Linked DNA regions of Callithrix jacchus: region 2 is linked to region 1. Evidence: chromatin contacts called from public Hi-C data. All regions are on one chromosome and are shown on one strand. The core of a region is the stretch at or near the end of the contact, and the rest is flanking DNA. Distances in the headings are between cores, read along the strand shown.

Region 1 (5,511 bases), core at 658-3,157:
GTGCTGAGCTCGGCCTCCTGCTCGGCCTCCCCAGACCTGCCTCCTGGAGGAACTCTGGGGTTGGGCAGTTGGTGGCAGCTGCACGCTCCTCCTGCCTCTGAGTGCTGAGCAGCAGTCAGGGCTGGAGGTCCCTCAGGAGCCTGGATGGAAGCTGTTCCCTCTCAGGGGAGACTGGGCCACAGCTTTCCCCTCTGTTTGCACATCCAACACCAGGACTGCTGGACTTTCACCCTCTGCTTACGCCTAGGCGTCTGCACCCCCACCTGCCGTCTTTATTTCTGGCTGGGGAGTGGCACATAGACCTGACTCCTTGAGACTGGATTATTTCTTGCCCCAGATTTGAAGAGAGCTGCCTTTCTCCCTGCTGCGTCTCTGGCCAAGGCTCTGCTGGGAGAAGGCGGGCAGGAAGGTGGTGTGTGTGGTGGGTGGTCTGGGGAGCTAGGTGCGGGGGCAGGGGTGGTGGACAGGATGCCGGAGCACACATAGCATCTGGAAGCATCTGCATGACAGCTGTCCCCATCGCAGGGTTCAGGGCACCCCTTCCTGGGCACTGAGGGCTCCCAGGGGGCCTGGGTGCTGCTGCGATCCCTGATCAGGTGAGGTGGGATTTGTTCCCTGCTCTCCCCAGGGCCCCCTTTCATCGTCTCCCCTCCTGAGAACATCACCGTCAACATCTCCCAGGATGCTCTGCTCACCTGCCGGGCAGAGGCGTATCCAGGCAACCTCACCTACACCTGGTACTGGCAGGACGAGAACGTCTACTTTCAGAAGTGAGCACTGTGCTCTGACTTTCTCACTGGGGTCACCGCCCCAGCCCCCATGGGCAGGGCCCCTGAGAAGAAACTACACGGCAGGCTGCCCACAGCTCTGGGATCTGGGGGGGCGGGCGGTCTGGTCCGTGTGTCCCACATGCCAAGGCCAGGGTCTGCATGGAAGGGCCCTGGGAATGCCAGAGGCATGGGGTTTCCTTGCCACATCTGGGGCAGTGATGGTGACTATGTGTCTTCAGCAAGACCCCCTTCTGCCCGCCCAACCCCCTGTCTCTGTGCCGCTTTGCAGCGACCTGAAGCTGAGGGTGCGCATCCTAATCGACGGGACCCTTATCATCTTCCGGGTGAAGCCGGAGGACTCGGGGAAGTACACCTGTGTGCCCAGCAACAGCCTGGGGCGCTCCCCCTCCGCCTCGGCGTACCTGACGGTGCAGTGTAAGTAGGGGTGCAGGGGAGCCTGGGTGGTGGGGCCCCCAGAAGATTCTGGTATTAGCCAGACTGTAGGCTGGAGGGCAGCAAAGACCAAGCATCATTTGGGGGAATGTGGGTAGAGGAACAAATGAGGGAAGAAGGAGGATGGCTGGAGAGGAGGCTGAGGCCCTGGCCAGTCGGGGTGGACCAGCTCCTCCTTCGTTGGCCAGGCGTCACTGTTCAGTCAGTACATCTCATCAGCTCATTGCAGGCTGCACTCAGGAAGACACCCTTCGAGCAGTTCCTTCTGGATGGTGGTCCTCGGGCTGAAAGCTGCCTGCACCTCTGTGCCCAGAACCAGTCACTCTCTGGTGCCCTTTTCTCGGGTGTCTGATGGAGCATAGCCTAGGCCTATGTGGGGTTAGGTTTCTCCCAGCCTCACTCCCTGCCTTGCCACACCGCATCTGTGTTGGGGGTGATGTGATCCAGTTCCTGTGCTTGCTCCTTCTGGCTTCTGGGGCTTCTCTCCTTGGGTGGCTGGAGATCCAGACAGATGAGCTGCTCCTCACCCAGACATTTGAGGGCTTTTGTGCAAGCACCACTATTCAGCTTGCTGATCTTTAATACTGAGCAGCCAGTTGCTTTCCGGCCCCCTGGCAAGCTGAGACCTGAGACAGAGAAGGATGAGTAATGAGGAGTAATGTCCTCCTTTTGATTTGCGGACGGCCCTGTCACTCAGGCAACAAAGGCTGGCGTTGTTGCTGTAGACGACAGACTCTCCATCATTTGCCGGCTGGTGTGGGCGGATTGCTCACACCCAGTGACAGGGAGTGGCAGGGGTGAGAAGTGGAACAGTCTGGAGACAAGACTAGAGTCAGTGAATGAGCTGAGGACAAATGGAGAACGGCTGGTGGCCCCTGGAAGTGGAGCTGGTCTGCTGCTGCGCAGAGCTGGATGTGGACGTGTCCACCATTGGTCACGGTGGTGGAGCATGCTGCCCCTGCCGAGCCCCATTGGACCCTAACCTCGCAGTCTCACTGTTTCCTCTCTCTGGAGTGCATTGCCTCTCTGCTTCAGCTGTCAACCACTTAAAGGGCTTTTGGTGTGTTGTATTCCCAGGCCCAAGCTTTAGAGAGCTGTGAGGCCCAGGACAGCACATCTAGCTCCCCAGAGCTGCAGCGGGAAAAAGCAAGTCAAGAAGTTATTCATACGTGATTTAGGATGGGCCCAAGCTGTGCTGGGGTGGGGAAGAACTGCAGGAAGGAGAGACCCGGCCAACACAAAGGTGTGCCCCGTCCCTCCTCGCTGGACACAGTCTGTGCCACCTGGCAAGGAGGTGGCCATGGTGGGGCAGGAGGAGGCAACAGGTGGTGGCCTTTGGAAGACGAGCTGGCCAGGACGAAGGCTCCCACCTTGAGGCCATAGGCCATCTGTCTTTCTGGAGACATGTTTTGCTTTTCCCTGTTTCCCCGGTGCCAGCGTCACCACCCACTCCCCCTTGTCCTTTTTTACCTTCTCCTGCCTTCAAAGAAAATCCAGGGGGTTGAGATTTACAGGTGGGTGAGACAAGGATTTTTATTTCTGCTAAAAAGCAGTGTTCAGAGTATTTCCCATTCATAAATGCTTTGAAAACCTTGGAGGGGGAAAAAAACTCTACCATGCAAAAGTAGGAAGCTATGTCTAAATATATAACTCGGCCTGGTATTTATGTAATGCTGTTCTCTGAAGAGCTCAAAACGCTTAAAAGATACCAGCTCATTCATCCTCACTGCCTTCCTAGTTCTGGATCCTTCTCCTCTGTAGCCCTCAGGGGAAATAGGGGAGTACTGAGAGGAGGCGACTCAGCCTACACCACAAGAGGTGTGGGGTCCTTGTTGCTCCTCCTAGAGACGGCATCTGGCTCTGTCATCAAAGTTGGGGTGCAGTAGTGCTATCATGGCTCACTGTAGCCTCAAACTCTTAGGCTTAAGTGATCCTCCTGCTTTAACTTCCAGAATAGCTGGGACCACAAGTGTGTGCCACCACGCCCAGATAATGAAAATCTTTTCCTGGTAGATTTGGAGCCTTGCTGCCCAGGCTGGTCTTAAACTCCTGGCCTCGTGCAGCCCTCCTACCCCAGCCTCCCAAAGTGTGAGATTACAGGTGTGAGCCACTGCACCTGGCCTGATTCTGCATTTCAGCTGCACAATCAGATGGGGAAAAGTGATGCCAAGGAAGGCTGGATAGCTAGCAGAATGGGAGGAAACATTCCCCTCTTAAGGTTAAGCCTATGACGGTCTTCCTCTTGGCTCAGGATGTGGAAAGGGGAATTGCTTGCTGCTCGGGAGACGGATAAGGAACAGTTGGGAAAGGGTGTGGGCAGATGTTGGCTTTGAGGTTCGGGGTCTAGGAACTGAGGGAAATGGACATTGAGAGTCCTCGCCCAGCGGGTAAGGTCCATGGCAGAAGCATGGCAGCAGTGTTGAGGATTGGAGTGGGCTTGGACGTACGTGCCTTTCAGTGCCTCCAGACATTTCGAGCAGAAGTTCTGAGCACCTGGGCTGGTGCATGGGCGGCCTTCAGCCTGGATTCTCACCTGGCTTCCCTGTGTCTGTCTGCTCTCCCACCTGCGCTTCCCCTGTGCAGACCCAGCCCGTGTCCTCAACATGCCCCCTGTAATTTACGTGCCCGTGGGGATCCATGGCTACATCCGCTGCCCTGTGGACGCAGAACCACCGGCCACCGTGGTCAAGTGGAATAAGGACGGCCGTCCCCTGCAGGTTGAGAAGGTACTAGAGAGATGCATGTTGGGGGTCAGAGTGAGGGCTCCCCCCGGCGCTGTAATACCACCTTTGGGCTCTGGATTTCTGCCAGGACTCCTGGCCCCTTTCAAAAGCCCTGGGAAAACAGCTGCTTCCGTAGGGGTCTGTGGTCTCCTGGGGTCTGTGGGTGCCGTTCTCCCCAGGCTGGAGCTGCTGTGCCATCCCATGTGCTGTCTGGCCCAGCTGGGACCCAGCCTGGGAGAGCTGGCATGGAATGAGGAGTCTCTAACCAGTGTTTCCCCGTTCTGTCATCTGTGTCTGGCAGAACCTGGGTTGGACCCTGATGGAGGATGGCTCCATTCGAATTGAGGAGGCCACAGAGGAGGCTCTTGGCACTTATACCTGTGTGCCTTACAACACCCTGGGGACCATGGGCCAGTCTGCCCCTGCGAGGCTTGTCCTGAAGGTGAGGTCCCGGGGCTGTGATGGCTTCCATGAGCTGAGTACCTGGATCCCTGGTCTCATGAGGGTGCCTGTGCTTTCCTCCCCAGGACCCCCCATATTTCACGGTGCTACCAGGCTGGGAGTACAGGCAGGAGGCCGGCCGGGAGCTGCTTATCCCCTGCGCAGCCGCAGGGGACCCTTTTCCTGTCATCACGTGGAGAAAGGTACCTGGGCCCTGGAGCTCCTGGGGCCTTGGGGAGGTGTGAGGACTCAGTGAGCAGTTCTGTTCTGGACCTGCCCTGATCACACTAGATCCTAAGCAGTGAGCTGACCCTGAAGAGCAGCAGGCACTCAGGAGGAGGGGCAGCATGGGTGGGGGGCGGGGCTCAGGCATGTACTTCCCACCTGCTTTGGGCTTCTCACCCCTATTTCTGTTCCCACCCTCTTCCCTGCCCCTTGTTTGGCCAAGGTAGGGAAGCCCAGCAGAAGCAAGCACAGTGCCCTGCCCAGTGGGAGCCTGCAGTTCCGTGCCCTGAGTAAGGAGGACCACGGGGAGTGGGAATGTGTTGCCACCAACGTGGTCACGAGCATCACTGCCAGCACCCACCTCACCGTCATCGGTACGTGGCTGGCAGGCTGGGCCGGGTGGCGGGGCGAGAGCAGGCTGGCTGGGGGTGGGGTGCTGGATGCTGGGGGGGGTCCTTCCTAAGTCAGTCCAGCCCTGAACCCCGAGTCCAGCACATGCATCCCTGGCCTGTGGGCTCTGTCAGGGAAGGTCAGTGTGGCTCCTGTCCTCAAGGAGGTCTTTTGGGGACAGGTCTAATGTACCCAGCAGTCCACGTGAGAGAAAGAGGTGGCTGTGTGGCTGGCAGGGACTGTGGAGCCTTCGAGTTTAAGGGCCTAGGGGGAAGGCTGGAAGATGGAATGAGGGAGACAGGGGCTGTGCAGTATCTCAGATGAGGGCACAGAGCTGACAGCTGCAGGCCAGACCTGGTGCGCTGAGGCGGGCAGGAGGAAGTTACTGGTGTTCTGTGTCCAGGCGTTCCTGTTTCCAGTTGCTCAAGTTGTGTGTCCTGGGGCCTTTGCCTGTACCCTCAGCCTGTCCTTCTGGGTCCTGATGGTTATAATCATGGTCACAGCCAACA
Region 2 (5,164 bases), core at 1,970-4,469, 120 kb before region 1:
CCTTATGCCTCCCCGGCCCTCTCCATACCAGTTCTTAGTTGTTTGGTGTTCTGTGCTCAAGTTTTCAAGGCAATTTTGTGTACAGTATTCCAGTATTTTTTGGCGGGGAGACAGGGTCTCACTCTGTCGTCCAGAATGGAGTGAGTGCAGTGGCAAGATCATGACTCACTACAGCCTCCACCTCTGCCACTCAAGTGATCCTCCTGCCTCAACCTCCGGAATAGCTGGGACCACAGAAATGTGCCACTATGTCCAGCTAATTTTTCAATTTTTTTGTAGAGATGGGGTCTTGCTGAGTTGCCCAGGGTGGTCTCAAACTCCTGATGGCAGGCGATCCTCTCACCTCGGCCTCCCAAAGTGCTGGGATTACAGGCAATATCCCAGTATTTTAAGAACTTGCAGTCTTAAGCAGAGATACCCAGGAAGACTTGAGCCCTGAACTGGGCATGTACATAAAGCAATAAAGGGCTAAGACTGAAAGCTGCAAGTCAGTGTATTTAAGTGGAGATGAGGAAGAAGAAAAAATAGCCATTGGAATTCCAAATATGTCAAACAGGGCTGGTCAGGAGCCAGGGTGAGACCCTAGCTCAGTCGGTGAGGTGAATTTTGCTGCCCTCTTCAAGAGAGTTTTAAAAAATATTGATCGACTGTGTTGTAGAGACGGGATCTCACTTCGTCATGCAGGCGGAGTGCAGTTTCACCACCATAGCCCACTGCAGCCTGAACTCCTGGGCACATGCCCTCGTTCTTCCTCAGCCTCCCAAGTAACTGGGACCACAGGTGTGCGCCACCACTCCCAGATAATTTTTAAAATTTTTGTAGGAAGAGGTCTCATTATGTTTCCCAGGCTGGTCTCAAGCAATCTTCCTGCTTCAGCCTCTGAAAGTACTGGGATTAAAAGTGTGAGCCACCTTGCCTGGCCATGTATTTAACCAAAAAAATAAAAATTAAAAAATTAAAAAGCTGTTCTACCAGAGTAGAAAAGCCTGGATTGTCAGCCTGGGGTCTCCTTGCTTTGCATCCAGAGACCCCTTGGGGAGGGGGGAGTCAGCCACAGGGTTCCTCCAGCAGGGAGGGGCCAAGCGTCACAAAGGGGAAAGTGCATGTCTGTCACCTGTGCAGGAGCGCTGCAGTTCACATCAGAAGTCCTGCTCTTCTCCTCACTCTTGAGTGGCCTTGAGAAACTTCAGGACCTGGCTTTAAATGTAAGAGTTGTCCTAAGGCTTTGCCTGTGTTCAAGCTGTGTCTGCTCCTACTGCCTGTTCCGTGTCTTGGTCAGACTGGTGTATTCTTCCCCCAGCCATCACTGATTCTTACACTTTGCGGGCAGTATGACTTTTGCTCAGAATGCCCTTCCCGCTCCATCCGTGCTTTTAAATCCTTTTTTTTTTTTTTTTTTTTAAGAGAAGGAGTTTTGCTCTTTTTGCCCAGGTTGGAGTGCAGTGGCACAATCTTGGCTCTCCACAACCTCTGTCTCCCAGGTTCAAGTGATTCTCCTGCCTCAGCCTCCTGAGTAGCTGAGATTACAGGCATGCACCACCACACCCGACTAATTTTGTATTTTTAGTAGAGACAAGGATTCTCCATGTTGGTCAGGCCGGTCTTGAACTCCTGACCTCAGGTGATCTGCCTGTCTCGGCCTTCCAAAGTGCTGGGATTACAGGTGTGAGCTACTGCGCCCGGCCATCTGTGCCTTTAAATCCTATGCATCCTCAAGGTGATCCTAAATTTCTTCCAGGGGGCTTTAGCAAATCTTACCAGCTGGGAACTTCCCCTCACCTTCTCTGAAAGCCTCCCTCGGACTCCACGGATCCTTCTTTTGGGAGCATTATCTGGTTCTTCGAGATATATTCTGTTTTTTTAATATGTCATAGACATTTTGGGGTCCATGTGATATTTTAATCCATGTATATAATGTGTGATGATTAAGTCAGGTTACTTGAGATGGCCATCCCTCAACTTTGATCTTTTCTTTCTTGTTGGAAGCATAGACTATTCTAGTCACATGTACCTTTACTGTATGTTTAATGTAGGCATTCAACTCTATGTGTGAATCCTACGTTAGATTCATCATCATGCACCGTGCCTGACACTATGCTTTAGCTGTATTCAGTGTTGAGCAGACCTCTTGTTGAATGAAAAGAAATTTCCTTATTTTTCATAGTTCAACTGAAATATAATTTTTCCCAGGCCAGGTGCAGTGGCTTATGTCTGTCATTCCAGCACTTTGGGAGGCTGAGGTGGGTATATCATTTGAGGCCAGGAGTTCAAGATTAGCCTGGTCAACATAGCAAAACCCCGTTTCTACCAAAAATATAAAAATTAGCTGGGCATGGTGGCATGTGCCTGTAGTCTCAGCTACTCAGGAGGCTGAGGCATGATAATCACTTGAACCCAGGAAGCAGTGGTTGCAGGTAGCCAAGATTGCACCACTGCACTCCAGCATGACTCTGTCTCAAAAACTATACATACATTATATTATATATTTCCTAGAATATAGTTATCTATTTTATAATATAGATTTATTTTTATATATTTACTTATAATATATTTTTATATTTGTTATGTATATATAATATCTCCCAGTATGTCTCCATGAATGCCCCCACTAGCTCAAGGTCGGGGTGACATGCCCTATCAGTACCTCCAGAACATGCACTCTTCCCACCACTGTGGCTGTCACACTTATTCCAATGCCTTGTCACTTGCTTTCCCACCCACTAGACGACAAGCACCTTGAGGAAACACTATGTGTGTGAAGTCTCTACTGCTTGCATTGCACATGACAAATTGTGGGAGCTCAGTAACTATCTGATGAACAGATAGATAGAGAGATAAAAGGATGTGTGGATACATGGAAGTGGGGAAGGGGAGAGGGGGTAAAGTTGACCTTTCAGATTGCCTTAAGCACTATTTTATGATTTTAGAACCTTGAACTTGTCTTTGGGGGAAATTAGTCCAAGCTATTTGGAAAATAATACAGTGATCATTGTAGAATCAGGTGGTGATTTTCCTTCCAATGGACATTGCTTCTGGATGGGGCGGGGTCTGCTCTTCCCATTCTATGGGAAATTTCATGCTCCTTGGGCTAAGCTTGGCCCAGAACTTGGCAAGATCTCTGGGGCGTTCATTTTTGTCACCCATCCCCGGTAGGAGGGTGGATAGGTGGGAGGGGAACTGTTTTGGGAAAGAGTGCTGGGGAGTGTTTGTGTGTGCGATGAGTCAGGCCCCAGAGCTGGGAGCCTTCCTCTCTCCTGGCTCTCTGTGGGGGTAGTTCTCACCAGTCACTGGGAGGGTAGAGGATCACCAACTGTCTTCGGAAAGTTTGGAAAGTTTTCTTAGTCATTACGCCAAGTCAGCTGGAGCTTTATGTAATGGGGACAAGCAGAGGTATGATGGCATCAGACCGGCTGCTTCTCTTTCGGCAGCGGCTCTCACCCCTCCCCTCCTAACTGCCAGGGCTGGCGACCCGCCCTACATATAAGAGGTGGCATTTGGGGGCGAAGGGTCCCTGCTGTAGATGTTTGATTCCCACTAGGAAAGAACTTGGGTTGATTTAGAGAGGCCCTCGGGAAGGGCTGCGTGCGCTCTCAGCGGTGCCCAAACTCCTTTTGTATCCAACATCACGTGGCGGGTGAGAATCAAGCTGGGCTCCCAGCACCTCAGAACTCCGCCGCCTGAGCCCCAGCCACAGAAGACCCGCTTCCCTGGCCACCACGGTCCCGCTCCCATGCTGCTGGCCGAGGCAGCCTATTTCTGCTCTCTTACCTCCTCACTCTCCAGGCACCGGGAGATGCATCACTGGGCTTCCTGTCTCTGACACTGAAGCCAATTTGCCTATCACAATTCGAGTTCTGTCAGTGACAGCTCCAGATAGGGCCTGAAATAATGTTTGTGTGTGGACATGCATGTGCCCGTGCGCGTAACGGAGAGAAATACAAAGAGAAATACAAAGAGAAACAAAGAGAAGGAAGGATGGGAGAGGAGAGGTTTCAGGTCTGGGAGGAGAAAGGATCATGGTGACTCACCTGGCTGAGGGGACCAGGGCCACTGGGAAGAAACAGCAACACCCAGAGGTCTGCGGAGAGTTGCAGGGCCTTCCACAGGCCTCTTCCAGGCAGCTGAAGGCATGTTAGAGAAGCTGGGGCTTGTCCTCCTTTGTTACTTACAGGGAGAAAAGTACAGCAGGTCCGAGAAATGCTGGGGCCTGAAGCTTTGGAAAAGATGAGATGGAGCATTGTTTCCGTTGGGAAGCAGAGTGCTAAGGAGTAGCATCATTGCAACATCACGCCGGGTGACTTCCCAGAACAAGAAAGAATGGATACAGTTAAGAAATTAAGGTAAGAAATGAGGATACATTTCCTGACAATGAGGAGGGCTGGTCTGACCCAGTGGCCCCAAAAGAGAGTTTCAAAATCAGGCCTCTGGGTATCAAGCATAGACTGAACAGCAGGAGGGGATACTGGCAGGGCAGGACTAGCTGGTGGTTCTGAGATCTCCTAGCCCCACGTTACAGCTCCGGTCCTTCCTCAATGCCAGGAAGTTGTGTAGGCGCTAGAGGTCTCCCAGAAGCCAGAGGGAAAAACCGGAAGGGAGGACTGCAGAGGGGACTTGAGATGGAGTGGGATCACAGCAAGCGGGGAGGGGCGCGAGGATGTCTGGGAGAGAGCCTGGAGAGTTTCATGCCCAGGCTGGTTTGAGATCCATTCCTGGATGGGTGGGGACAAGGGTGGTGGGAGAGGTGAAGCAAGCAAGAGAAGACACAGCCTCTTTCCCTGCTTAGGGGCCTGGGGGCAGGGCAGTGCACAACAGGACCTTCTGGGTGCCATAGAGGCCAAGCCGAGTGGAGGCTGGAGCTTTCCCTGAACCCAGTTAGGAAGGAAGGAGAGAGGGCTGGGAAAGGAGGGAGAAAGAGCAAAAGTTTCCCAGCGCACCACCAGGTGCCAGGTGGGGACAGTGTGGAGATGGCTGGAGGCTGCAGCCCTGGGCTAAGGCAGGGCTATGCTTTGTCTGAAATGAAATCTTTTATTTAGGCTGTCGCCTTCTGCCTCTGGGCTCGTGGTAAGACGGTGGCAGACTGCTCTATTCCCATCCTCACAAGCTGAGCCCCAAGTCCCTGGAATTTCATGCCCTCCCACACCTTCTTGCCTATTCCCATAGTGCT

What was found. A called contact is a pair of places that touch in the nucleus more often than the background predicts.
Region 2: a contact with region 1 is called in a Hi-C map of induced pluripotent stem cells, with 3 times the contacts expected there. The contact joins two enhancer-like sites. A contact is called at or near these places in 2 of 3 Hi-C or Micro-C datasets (induced pluripotent stem cells and skeletal muscle).

What each region holds. Positions count from the first base shown.
Region 1 is chr10:33,792,522-33,798,032 of calJac240_pri, reverse strand. IGSF9B (immunoglobulin superfamily member 9B) reads left to right here. Exons shown (of 20, transcript XM_035265128.3): 6 at 629-770; 7 at 1,060-1,205; 8 at 3,807-3,949; 9 at 4,248-4,388; 10 at 4,474-4,590; 11 at 4,836-4,986. Among named protein-coding and RNA genes, the nearest start is that of IGSF9B, 22 kb to the left of the region's middle. Within about 2 kb of position 1,907, at least 4 of the 16 cell types and tissues checked have an H3K27ac peak or open chromatin away from gene starts, as enhancers often do.
Region 2 is chr10:33,914,451-33,919,614 of calJac240_pri, reverse strand. JAM3 (junctional adhesion molecule 3) reads right to left here. Exons shown (of 16, transcript XM_078339878.1): 4 at 4,029-4,298. Among named protein-coding and RNA genes, the nearest start is that of JAM3, 16 kb to the right of the region's middle. Within about 2 kb of position 3,219, at least 4 of the 16 cell types and tissues checked have an H3K27ac peak or open chromatin away from gene starts, as enhancers often do.